Regions from separate parts of the Hordeum vulgare genome. Here region 1 is linked to region 2. The links are chromatin contacts, called in public Hi-C maps. All regions are on one chromosome and are shown on one strand. Each heading gives the region's core, a stretch centred on a gene start, on an enhancer-like site or on the middle of the called end of the contact. The rest is flanking DNA. Distances are from core to core; before and after follow the strand shown.

Region 1 (6,024 bases), core at 1,405-3,904, 170 kb before region 2:
TTTCAACCTGGTTTGATACAAACTACGGAAACCGATGGATATGACCATAGTTCATTTTCCTTAACTAGCTCCAACCACGTTTGATGAAACCAGTACAAAGAGAAAAAATGAGTAATGGATTCAACAGGTTGGGTCTGTCCGTACTTGAAGTCTTGAACACCCTGAATTGTCCATAGCGTTCAGTGTGACACACTACAGCCAACACTCCCAAACATCAAATCAAGTGAAGTTGCCATTTATGAAGGCACAACAACAAATTGTGATTCTTGTCCCATTCCGAAGGCATATTAATCGTGTTTATTGCTGACCTGTTTTTCTGTTTTCCCCCATCAAAACCGATTTTGTATGCATTTTTCAGCGAAGTTTTTCCTTTTTCACTGACATAGTAATTATGCAGGCGGAGGGCCAAAGTATTAGAGCTCATTCAATTCTTCAACGCAAACGAGAAAAGGTCAATCGCAAATACACACAACCTGCCAGGCAAAGAAGACAGCTTTCTCCAGGGTTTTTGGAAGATGCATTAGATGAGGTGGGTCTGTCGTTTCCTTGCTTTTTGCCAATCAAAAAGATTACGGTACAACTAGCTATAACGGCATATACAGTGTTAGTATTAAGATTAAATGATATACAGTGTAAGCACAGTTCTCTTGACCTACACTAGTAAATGCCATTTAACAATCACCAATCACTTAGATCTAACTGTATATTTCTTTTATATTTTAATCACAGGTCTAATGTGAACTTATTAAAACTTACTCTAGGTTTGAGTTAAATGATGCAGATAATAGGTCATACTATGGGAAATTTAGTTCTGGATGAAATTCATTTCATGCTTCCCTAGTTAATAACTCTTTGGGTTACCTTTGTGAATGTACATCTGCAATTTCTGCCTAGGCGGGTGATTTTATTCCGCTATTGTCATGTTGTCATGGGACCTGGAGATGCATGGTCAGTAGCTGTTTTTGTAAGACTAGAGAGTATGAAGTGCTGTGCTGATTTACTTGTCTGGATAACTTTTTCTTAGATTGAACATGACAATAAGCGAGGTTGTATTTGTGAGCTTTGGGAGACTCCTGTGTGTGTTGAGACATGAATTTTATTCTTATGTGTTACTAGCTCCGCTCTTCTGGGTAGTAGTGGAATGTGGCAAGAATTCATTGAACATATACTTACTTTTGGCAGGATGAGGAGACCGACAACCAGTACAGCTCTCGGCGAATGGCATCTCGTGGTCGTTTTGAGGATGACTTGGAGGCTGAAGCACTAGCTGAAAGGCGTATAATTAATGCGAAGAAGGTGGATTAACTGGGCAAATATGCATTCTCATTTGAACAAATTTATTACTGTCAATGCTTACATGTATTCTGTGCACATTCTCAGTCGAATATGAGCAGAGGTGTTCCTCGTAAACCATCCTTCCCTCCTTCTCGCCCAGCGAGACGCCAGGAGTACTCTGAGAGCGAAAGGGAGGAGTCAGAGTATGAAACTGAAGGCGAGGACATTGAGCACTCTCCAACTGGTGGAAGGGGAGATGAGCTGGATGAGGAGGATGAATATGAGGAAGACCCGGAAGAGGATGCGCGTATGTCAGATGAAGGAATCCAGGTAAGATGTCACTGCGTCAAACTCCAGTTTTCCTTTTACAAAATAGGCAGTGTGGTAAATTGCAGTAACCACCCAATTTAGCAATAGTCAGGTCCTCTTACCTGGCATACACGGTAAAGAATTAAGTGCTCCCTCTGTAAACAAATATAAGAGTGTTTAGATCACTAAAGTAGTGACCCAAGTGCTCTTATATTTCTTTACGGAGGGAGTAGTTGATAGCAGACAAACACAAGATTGCTTGTAGTAGTTGATAGCAGACACTAGGAATACGGTCACCAATTTGAATTGAAATTTTAGATGCCAGACTTTGTAGATAATTTTCTTCCGCTGTGCTGCCGTGTTGATCTGAAAGTGAGATGTTAACCAGAACTGAAGGAAACACCGTGATTTCCATATAACTTGTCATTCAGTCAAATAATGATAATCAAACTGGAACTGGTTGTGCAGGAACCAAAGCGGAAGAGAGAGTCAGCAGCAGGCGGGAGCCAAAGGCGCAGGGAGGTGGACTCGGGCGAGGATTCCCCGCCGAGGAAACAACCTGCGATGGTTCATCGCCGGAAGGCCGTCGTTTTTGAAAGCGACGATGAAGACGAGTGAAGGGAGAGAAAATAGAAGCTCACAAACCTACATTTGTCTCTGCTGCCAAAAGAGTGCTGTTGAATACTATTGGATAGGCCATGTGTGAGGGCCAGTTCTTTTCACCTCATAATTCTTCAGAATTATGATTCTGGGAAACTGCCCACAGAATCGTCTGGTAACAGAATTGTCTGTCCAGTTCTTTTCTGTGATTTTAGCATGTAATTGTTGTATGAGTTGTCTGTTGAAATGTCTCAAACATCCTTAGATAGATGAAACATATACCAGCCATCCATACAAATTAACACCACATATAGCAGCCATCCATACAAATTAATAGGGGATGAACAGCTCACCTGATGCGGTGGCGGCCGGTTTGGGGCGGCAGCGTAGCAAGAGCCTCCCCTCGGTTGATCCGACGAGTCCGGTCTGGGCGGCGCTCAACCCTAGCACGAGCGCCCTAGCACGAGGAACAGGGAACGAGCAGTGCGGGGGTGTGGGCCAAGCGGTTTGATTTGCCTCGCTCGGTCTGGCTCTCTAGTGGCATTCTATCTGTAAATTGTGTTTTCAATAGAGATAGTGTTAAACGATAGTGGTTTAAACTAACAATTCTGGAATGATTCTGGACAATTCCTGAAACAGAGATGAGTTCTTTTGTCATTTTCATTTATGGGACAGTAATTCTTTGGAATTAAGCCAAAAGAACTCGTCCTGAGAGAATCTCCAACAATAGTCGTGTTATATAAGTGCAGTGCTGGAAAAGTTGCGTTTTTTGCACGTGCAACCGCTTCGGACGCTCTAACGGAGGCGTAAAAACCGTGCACGCGGCATAAGTGGTCCAGCGCGCGGGACAAAATGACGTCACGCGTCGCTTATTTTGTACGTCCGCTCCCGCGCGCTGCACACTTGAGCTCTCGCGTTGCACCCTCTTTGATCGTGTCGCTTTTGCCCCTTCCGCGTCGTCGTCGACGGATTCGCCCGATGGGTGGCCGCGCCGACATCCCTTTCACCCCTCCCTACGTTCGTGACCCCGCCGTCGCCGCCGACGCAAACCCTAGCACGGGGAGCTCTCGCTTCGCCTTCGTCGGTGCTCCTCCAACCACCGGTCTCGCACGCGGCCTTTTCACGGCGCCATGGACGACCTTGGCAGCGGGTGGCGTTGCACCGACGCCCGCCGTGAAGCCACGTGCCCCCTTTTCGAAGCTCCCAAATACGGCGGTGGCGAAGAAGGGCAAGGTGTCCGAAAAGAAGAACAAGGCGGCAGATAGCTCCTCTAGACGTCCGAAGAAGAGACTTGCAGGTCGTGCGAAGGATGCGGTTGCCTTTTCATGGCGCCACAGACGGCCTTGGCAGCGGGTGGCGTCGCACCGACGCCCGTCGTGAAGCTACGCGCCCCTTTTTCGAAGCTCCCAAATACGACGGTGGCGAAGAAGGGCAAGGTGTCTGAGAAGAAGAACAAGGCGGCGGATAGCTCCTCTAGACGGCCGAAGAAGAGACTTGCAGGGCGTGCGAAGGATGCGGCGGCGATCGAAGTGCCGGCGAGCTCGCTTGCTGCGTCGGCGGCCGATGCACACAAGGTGGTCGATGAAATGCCCCCAAGGTAAAATTTCACCAACTTTTTTTCGATGTTGTTTTTTGAATGGATACATATGGATAGCTTATTAGTTTTGTTGTACATACTTTGTAGTTTCAATGATGAGACATATATGTCAACTATGGGTGTTGGCTCCAACAATTCTCATTGGTCTCAAACCAATGATGTGCATTTCGATGATCATGAGTTTGAGGTGGACGAGGATGGTGAGGGTATCGTCGGTGCACCGAAAGGAAGAGCAGGCAACTACAGCATGGACGAAGACGTCTTGCTATGCAATACATGGCTGCAAGTGTCTAGGGATGCCACCGTTGGAGGGGACCAAAGTAGAGATGCATATTAGATCTGGATGAATGAGCACTTTGATTTGCACAACAAAAGTGGAATTGACCACACAGAAAGATCTCTTCGCTCCCGGTGGTCGACAATCAACAAAGATTGTCAAAGGTGGGCGGCCGCACTTGAGGCGGTTGACACGTTAAACCCAAGTGGCACTAATGATATAGATAGGGTAAGTGCCATTTCTTTCATGATTCTTCCATGTTCATGCTTCTTCTTTGGTGTTTCAAGTGCTAACTTGTTCTTTTGTTTGTAGCTCACTATTGCACAAAACTTATTTCAAGGAGAGGATAAGAAGACCAAGAAAGGGAAGATGAAGAAATGGAGGCCATTTGCCTTGCCCCATTGCTATGAGGAGTTGAAGGATGATGAGAAATGGAAGCCCCGTGAAGGTGTCAATGAGGAGACCAACAAACACTAGCGAACTATTGATTTGGATGATGATGATGAGGAGGCATCAAGTGATGACGGCAAGAGAAGTCCTACACCAAACTCGATTGCCTACTCCAAGCCAAAAAGGCCAAATGGAGGCAAGAAAGACGCAAAAGAAAAGAAGAAGAGGAAAGGAGATGATGAGCTAACAATTGCTATGGAAGCTATTGTGAACGCAAGGAATGAAGCTAACGAGGTGAGGAAGATGGCAAGGAACCAAGATGCCATGGCCGAGGAGAGGAGGTTGGCGACCGAGGAGAGGAGGGTGGCGGCCGAGGAGAGGAATGTGGCATTGGAGGAGAAGAGATTGGCCATGGAAGAGCAAACTAGATTTTTGGAATGGGAGAAATACTTGATGTTCATGGACACATCTACCCTCGATGAGAAGCAAAAGGAATACGTCAATCTTGCGTGTGAAGAAGTCTTGGTCTAAAAAGAGGCACGGGAGGCATGGGTGGCATGGGTGGCTTCGGAGCTACCATGGGCGGCATGGGTGGCTTTAGAGCTATCATGGGAGGCATGAGTGGCTTCAGAGCTACCATGGACGGCATGGGAGGCATGGGTGGCTTCGGAACTACCATGGGGGCATGTGAGGCATGCGTTTTACGTCTCTCATGGGAGGCATGGGAGCACCTCCGGATGACATGGGTGGACGCATGTCTTCCGGTGTGTCTCACGTACGTTCGCATGATGCCGTTGAAGATCTTTTCAACACCTTCCGAGCTTCCCATGATGATGCGGCGCGCGATGATGAAGAAGAAGAGGAAGAAACGTCTTCGGACGAGGAAGAAGAATCGGATGACAAATATGAGGGGGATGCGGCATGATTGTTGATGTGCCATTTGTTTGTGTAAAGTTTTATGTCATGAACTTGGTTGGATGATGAGATGTGATGTGGCATGTTTCCCAACTTTTATGCCATGATTAACTTGGTTGATGTTGGGTGATTTTAAACTATGGCATGTCTTATTTTGATATTTGAAATATCACCATATTTTCAAAAAATGAATATACTGCAAGCGCTGACTGCTCGCGCACGCTATAGTTTAGCGCGCTTGCTGGAGCGGCTCGCGCGTGATATTTTTTACGACGGCCGCTGGAGCTAGCGCTCTCCGTCGCGTTAAAAGTCACTATTTCGACGCTGCAAAATGTTTTTAGCACGTGTGATGATTGCACGACTGTTTTTTTGGAAAAGGAGGTTAAACCCGCGGCCTCTGCATCAATCGATGCATGCAGCCATCTTTATTAATTATTCCACAAAGGTCTAACAAGAGTATGCATCAATCCACCCAAAGCCACCACTCACACCTACAAACTCGATAATGTGGAGTGCTCTCACTCCACATATCTAAGACCGGTGTTGTTTCCAATCCATCCACATAACGTATCGGGAACAACAGCCGATGCAGCACACCTAAAACACACACCTCACGCACACGTTTTACAAGCCGCCATCATCATCGAACCACTGACCCATC
Region 2 (6,117 bases), core at 1,001-3,500:
ATTGATAGAAGAAAAGAACTAGCATGGGATTACAACTGTTTACAAGACCATGTACGCATGAGGCATGGCAGAAAGTTTAGGAGCATAACACACTAGGTGGTTGCTCAGCCCTCAAAAACAAAGCTAGAAACTAAGTGTGGGAAAGGATGTTTTGGATCCTTGTGACGTCCGCCTTTACCCAAAGGCGCGCCTCGTCTTTGATGGTGTCGGAGAGGAGGGATATCGATGGCCGGTCACCGTCGAAGATGCATCTGTTGCGGTGCTTTTAGAGGCACCACGCGATCTGTATCCGTGTTGATACCATTCATTTGATGACTAGCGTTGGAGTTGTCCTTACTCATAACTTTTTTCTCTCCATTCAACGAGAAAAATGAACGACTACGTCATCGCGGCTACAGCGAACGACAATTGTCTCCTATTACTGTCTAGAGCGGTGGCCACCTCTTTCGGTTGGAAGGTTTGTACCATCTTATGGCACGTGTCGTCCGACACACATCAAATGGACCCTACGTGGACACTTGGAGACCCACCTGTCAAACATCGCGCCGACTCGTTCATCTGAATTCCTGACTCTCAACAGAAAGGGAAACACACAAGTGCCTATTTTGTCTTTTTAAAAGCGTCTGGCTACCCTCTTGTTCTTTTATGGTGGCATGCAGAAGAGATATACACTTGGGCTGCGCTCATGTGCCATGCGGGCCCCAACATGACAACGTTCAACACACGAGAGAGAAGCTACTATGGCCCACACTTGGAAAGCAAAAGACCCTTTCCTGGAAACTTCCTTTTGTCAGTTTTTATTTTTTTTACACCACCCCCTCCTTCACCCTTTCTTCTTCTTGCTTCTTTATTTACACTTTTCTTCCCAACAACCAACACCAAAAAAGGTTGTTGATTCCAGATTAGTCAAGATAACAACTGTGGGAGTAACTTATATCAGACCATACACATTACAAAATTATTTTTCTTCCCAGTTTTTTTTAACAAAGTCCACTATATATAGAAATGTAATATCAAAAAGGGAACAGCAAAAATGGACAACTACTGGTCGTGTGACATATTTGTCTCTCAATTGTCATGTGGGGCCACGCGACCTGTGCCCGGCATGCATTGTCACTCCAGTCCAAGTTTCATTGCTTCCTTCTGGTTCCACCGATTTACGACCATGACCAGAATTGAAAATCTTGCACTAATGCTGCATATCTTTTTCATAAATGATCGAACCCTTTCGTTTGTTTCTTTTTTGTCTGTGTAGATGCCTAATTATTAATGGGTGGTCTGAGTTGGTTAATAATATTTAGATGCCTACAAATTATTTTTTGGAAACTTCAGGGAGTGGATTTTAATTTGCACCTCTGCTTCTTATATTTACTTCCCCAAAAGTGCATTCGAGAGTTTAAAACATCAGGAGCCTATTTCTTAATTATTATCTTTCCTTTTTACATAACACGTGAAGCTGGGACTGTAAACAAGGAAAATGCATTGGAGAAAGAACATATTTACACTAATACAACCACACTACCATGTTAATACTCACTCGGTAACTAAGGCAAGAGTTTACTATTGCCAATCTCTATTGCTTTTGGATCTCTATCGTTCCATCATATATATGCCTCATCCTTGTCACGCCGTTTTTCACTTTACTTTTTTTCCCTCTATTTTCCTCCCATGTTGGAGTAGACTAACAGTATGTTGAAATGGTTGCCCGCTGAGCAAAATTTAGCATGGGGCCAATGGGGTGGCCACACATCGGCAACCAAGTAAGGATACATTTCTTTTAGGTAAACACATTTGACATGATAAACTTACATAATCTTCTTAAACAAAACATAATTCAACGATGATGGAGCAGTTTTCACGATCTATTATTTTTGTGGAGTAGATTAGATTCTTGACTAGTTGATTACCGGTATTTTTCTAAAAGGTTTACTTATTTGAGCCAGCATAAGAAGAACCGAGTAAGAGGAGTGAAGAATGAGGTTGCTGAGACGCCATCGGCCGCGAAAATAGCGAATGTGGTGGGTTGGCGCTACTTTCGGCCGTTGAGAGGAAACTTTCGGCCCAATAATATTGGCGCCAAATACGACGGGCCGCTAGCAGTATGCGTCGATATTAGCACCCACGACGATTCGACATATGGTTGGGCCTAAGTTTTTCAAAAACACGAACGTATCTATAAGTTCGCGCCAAAAGATGCACCACGTCTAAGAAAATGTACCATAAAAATATAGCAAAGTATAGTTACCAAATAAACTGCATGTCGAACGTGGTTAGGTATTTCAAAATCAGATATGAAACACACAATCACAAAGTCGGCTATTGTCACCGTCACCAGCAGTTAATTTTGCAAAACAAATGTATTCTTTCAAAAATATAACCAAGAAAGGTACCAGGCTATGAATAGAAATCAACGTGGGGGAACATTCAGAAATTAATCAAGAAAAGCCATCCGATTCTCGCAGTTTAGCCCCTTCGGTTTTCTATTATCACTCCAAACTCGTCGTCGCTTCGCCTTTTTAATGATGCCAAGCCTTCACTATCCAGCCCATTCGATTTTCACACTGACTCCACAGCCTCTGCTCCCACAGCCAGGGCCTCGTCGGCGACTAGTCGGAGATGGCCTCCCAACGCCAGATAACACTCTGCTTCACAACCATTGCCACCTTATTCCTCCTCCACCATATCGCCGCCGCTTCCTCCTCGCTATCGCTAGTCCAAGAACATGACAGGTCGGCGCTCCTCCAACTCAAGAACGGACTCTCCTCCGGCTCCGGCGACGTCCCCGGCTACTGGTCACCGGAGCCAGGCGTTCAACACTGCTCCTGGAAGGAGGTGAGGTGCGACATGCGGTCCCGTGTCGTCGCCCTCTCTCTCCCTTCCCAACCCAGCCGGCGCCTCGCCGGGGTGTTGTCACCGGCGGTGGCCAGCCTCACCGAGATCAAAGTACTTTCTCTACCCTCCCGAGGGCTCCGAGGAGAGATACCCGGTGAGCTATGGCGGCTGCAGAACCTGGAGGTGCTCAACCTCGCGGGCAACTCCCTCCGCGGCTCCCTTCCGGCCATCTTCCCCGACGGGCTGCAGAGTTTGGACCTTTCCGGCAACCAGCTCTCCGGGAGAATCCCTCCTGGTCTCGGGAAATGCTCGAATCTCCGGCGGCTCCGGTTATCTTCCAATTCGCTGGATGGTTTCATCGCTCCGCAGATTGGGAAGCTTGCCGAGCTGCGGGTGTTGGAGTTATCCGGGAACAGGCTAACCGGTGGCGTACCGCCGGAGGTCCGGCATTGCAGTTACCTTGTCAGGATGGACCTCAGCAGAAATTTTCTCCATGGGCAAGTGCCTTCTTCCATTCTCAAGGAGCTCAAGAAGTTGAGGTTTCTGTCATTAGCTGGGAACAGTTTCAGTGGTGAGATACCATCCGGTCTGGGTCAGCTGAGATCACTGAGGGTGCTAAATTTGTCCTCAAATCCTCTGATATCAGGAGTGCTTCCCATTGATCTCGTGGCACTGAGAAATCACACCGTTCTACTCCTTGACAACAATCTGCTCACTGGGAAGGTTTCTGCTCCGATGTCATCACCTCAAATGGCTGAGATTTCCTCAGTAACAGCTGATAGTTCAGGGGTAGGTCCAGCACCCCACTCTGCTGAAGTATTTACGGTCATCCCCCAACTCAAAAGCACATGGGTACTTACCGAGGCAAACCGAGGAACACCGCCTGATGACAGCGGCAATGGTGGTCATTTGAAGACCATAGAGATTGTTGCAATAGCTTTGGTGTTAGTCGTCATTGTTGCTCTTTTAGTTGTGACCACAATATACATTTTCAAAAGGAGACGGACCCCGAGGCAAGCAAGACGCTCTGGCACTCGCACTGGTACTGGCACAAGCACTAGAAAGGAGGTGAAGGTTTTTGATGGTGTCGACATTGGAGCTCCCCTAACTTACGAGGCAATTGTTCGAGCCACCGGAAATTTTAACGCAAGCAACTGCATCGGCAGTGGCGGCTTTGGCGCCACATATAGAGCTGAGATTGCACCTGGGGTTTTGGTGGCAATAAAGAGGCTTTCTATTGGGAGGCAACACGGTTCCAAGCAGTTCCAAGCAGAAGTTGAAACCCTTGGGCGCTGTCGCCATCCTAATCTTGTCACTCTCATCGGGTTCCATGTCAGTGACCAAGAGACATTCCTCATATACAACTATTTGCCAGGTGGAAACTTGGAAAGGTTCATACAAGAGAGAACTAAGAGGCAAATTAGTTGGAGGGTGCTCCACAAAATTGCTCTGGATATTGCTCATGCTCTTGCTTTCATGCATGATGAGTGCTCCCCCCGCATTCTGCACCGAGATGTTAAGCCGAGCAACATATTGCTCGACAATGACTTCAATGCATACCTCTCTGATTTTGGATTAGCAAAACTTCTTCGCAACTCACAAACTCATACAACCACAAGTGTTGCTGGTACTTTTGGTTATGTCGCGCCCGAGTATGCAATGACATGCCGTGTGTCTGATAAAGCAGATGTTTATAGCTATGGGGTTCTGCTTCTTGAACTCATCTCGGATAAGAAAGTACTGGATCCATCATTTTCTCCATATGGAAATGGTTTCAACATTATTAGCTGGGCAAATATGCTAATACAAAGTGGTAGAGTTTGCGAGTTCTTCGTTGAGGGCTTGTGGAATAAGGCCCCACATGATGACCTGGTTGAGATCATTAACCTGGGGGTCTTGTGCACTGTGGAGTCTCTTTCTTCTAGGCCCAAAATAAAGCATGTTGTTCGACGTCTAAGAGAACTCCGTCCGCCGTCTTACTAGGAGAGAACAAGAATGAAGGTAAGAAGCACTTACATGAACTATTTTATTCACTTCTTATCCATGGGCATTAAGTTAGTTTACTTTGGATAGATTGGATGCTTAATTGCTTATACCTATGTTGATGTGATATAATCATATAATACTGAAAGGAAAGTTTCAGTGCTGATTTCCTCTTTTTTTCATCAACAGTGTGAATGTGTACTTCTACTTTTTATGCTTATACCATCATACAATGTTGATTCCTGTGCCAGTATGCAGTGTTCTATGGTTTGCGTCAGTTTTAACAAGCAGAGCACATTTCCTTCTCATTGTTCATAAATGTGTTATATTACTAAAACCGCACAACCTTAGCCTGTACAGGTGTGAATAATCTCTATGGTCTTCTTTTCTTTTGGGCTTCAATAGTATTGTGCCATACTTAGACTCTTGGGGAACTAACACCCATATGGGGAAAATTGCCTACATACCCAAGTATGGAGAAAATTAAAGTATACAGATAGTGTATGGTGCCAACCAAACATGATGTTTATGTGGAAAATCCCTTGCGTAGTTGTCTTGGTATGTTGATTCAGCTTCTGAGTGAAACACTGACATATACAGGTTAAATTTGACCATCCAATAGTTGAAGTATTTTGCTGTACTATACTTCTTCCCTCATCGAATTCTGCAAATAAAATTCAGGCTGCCCTATGTGTTGACTGGAGAAAGAAGCAGGTTTCGATCACAACCATTTGTTTCTCAAAGCAGATGGCTGTGCAAGAAATTGACATAATACCCTGTCGCTTCTTGGTAATGCGGTAGAGAGAGAAGGCTGGTAGAAAAACTGATGGATTGACTAGTGCATAATTTGGTATGCAGAAATTATTTTTTGAAAATGAAGTGTCAGTGGTGGCACTTCTGAAAAGGAAACATCTTTGGTAGTCACACCTAGAAAATAGACTTTTTTGGTTGTGTTTTTCAGCTGCACATAATTAGTCATCATTGTGGTAAATATTTTCCACGTTATTCAAGGGAAATCTCACTTTAAACCTGAACATACCTGACTGTCGAAATCATTTGATGGTTCAGCATAAGATGGATGCTCACTTCAAAATAATTGTTTCTCTGGTTTCATTAATGTTGCATCCAGATAGAGATACTCATGGTTATGTTTATTAGAGACTGTGATGCCGTCCTTACTGACATGTGCCGTTTCTTGTATGCAGTTCACCAGGGCTTGTGGCGCAGTGGTCGTCTGTTGAGCAGAGCAGCGATTTGAGAACAAGATGCACATATGCCTTCAGCCCTGTGTTATAGGAACAC

Evidence for each region. Hi-C and Micro-C count contacts between places; a contact is called where the count stands out from the background.
Region 1: a contact with region 2 is called in a Hi-C map of seedling, with 4 times the contacts expected there. The contact joins the enhancer-like site here to the promoter of LOC123426361 in region 2. A contact is called at or near these places in 2 of 6 Hi-C or Micro-C datasets (leaf and seedling) and 1 of 1 datasets of contacts at active chromatin or transcription factors (embryo).

What each region holds. Positions count from the first base shown.
Region 1 is chr2H:382,229,036-382,235,059 of MorexV3_pseudomolecules_assembly, reverse strand. It overlaps LOC123426362 (protein LEO1 homolog), which reads left to right. Exons shown (of 11, transcript XM_045110173.1): 8 at 398-529; 9 at 1,183-1,296; 10 at 1,381-1,605; 11 at 2,053-2,423. The coding sequence ends at 2,202. Among protein-coding and RNA genes, the nearest start is that of LOC123430121, 6.4 kb to the right of the region's middle. Within about 2 kb of position 2,654, at least 2 of the 3 cell types and tissues checked have open chromatin away from gene starts, as enhancers often do. A contact at or near this core is called in seedling, where this site is marked.
Region 2 is chr2H:382,062,829-382,068,945 of MorexV3_pseudomolecules_assembly, reverse strand. LOC123426361 (probable LRR receptor-like serine/threonine-protein kinase RPK1) reads left to right here and starts at 2,250. Exons shown (of 2, transcript XM_045110172.1): 1 at 2,250-4,833; 2 at 6,021-6,117. The coding sequence starts at 2,617. The coding sequence ends at 4,815.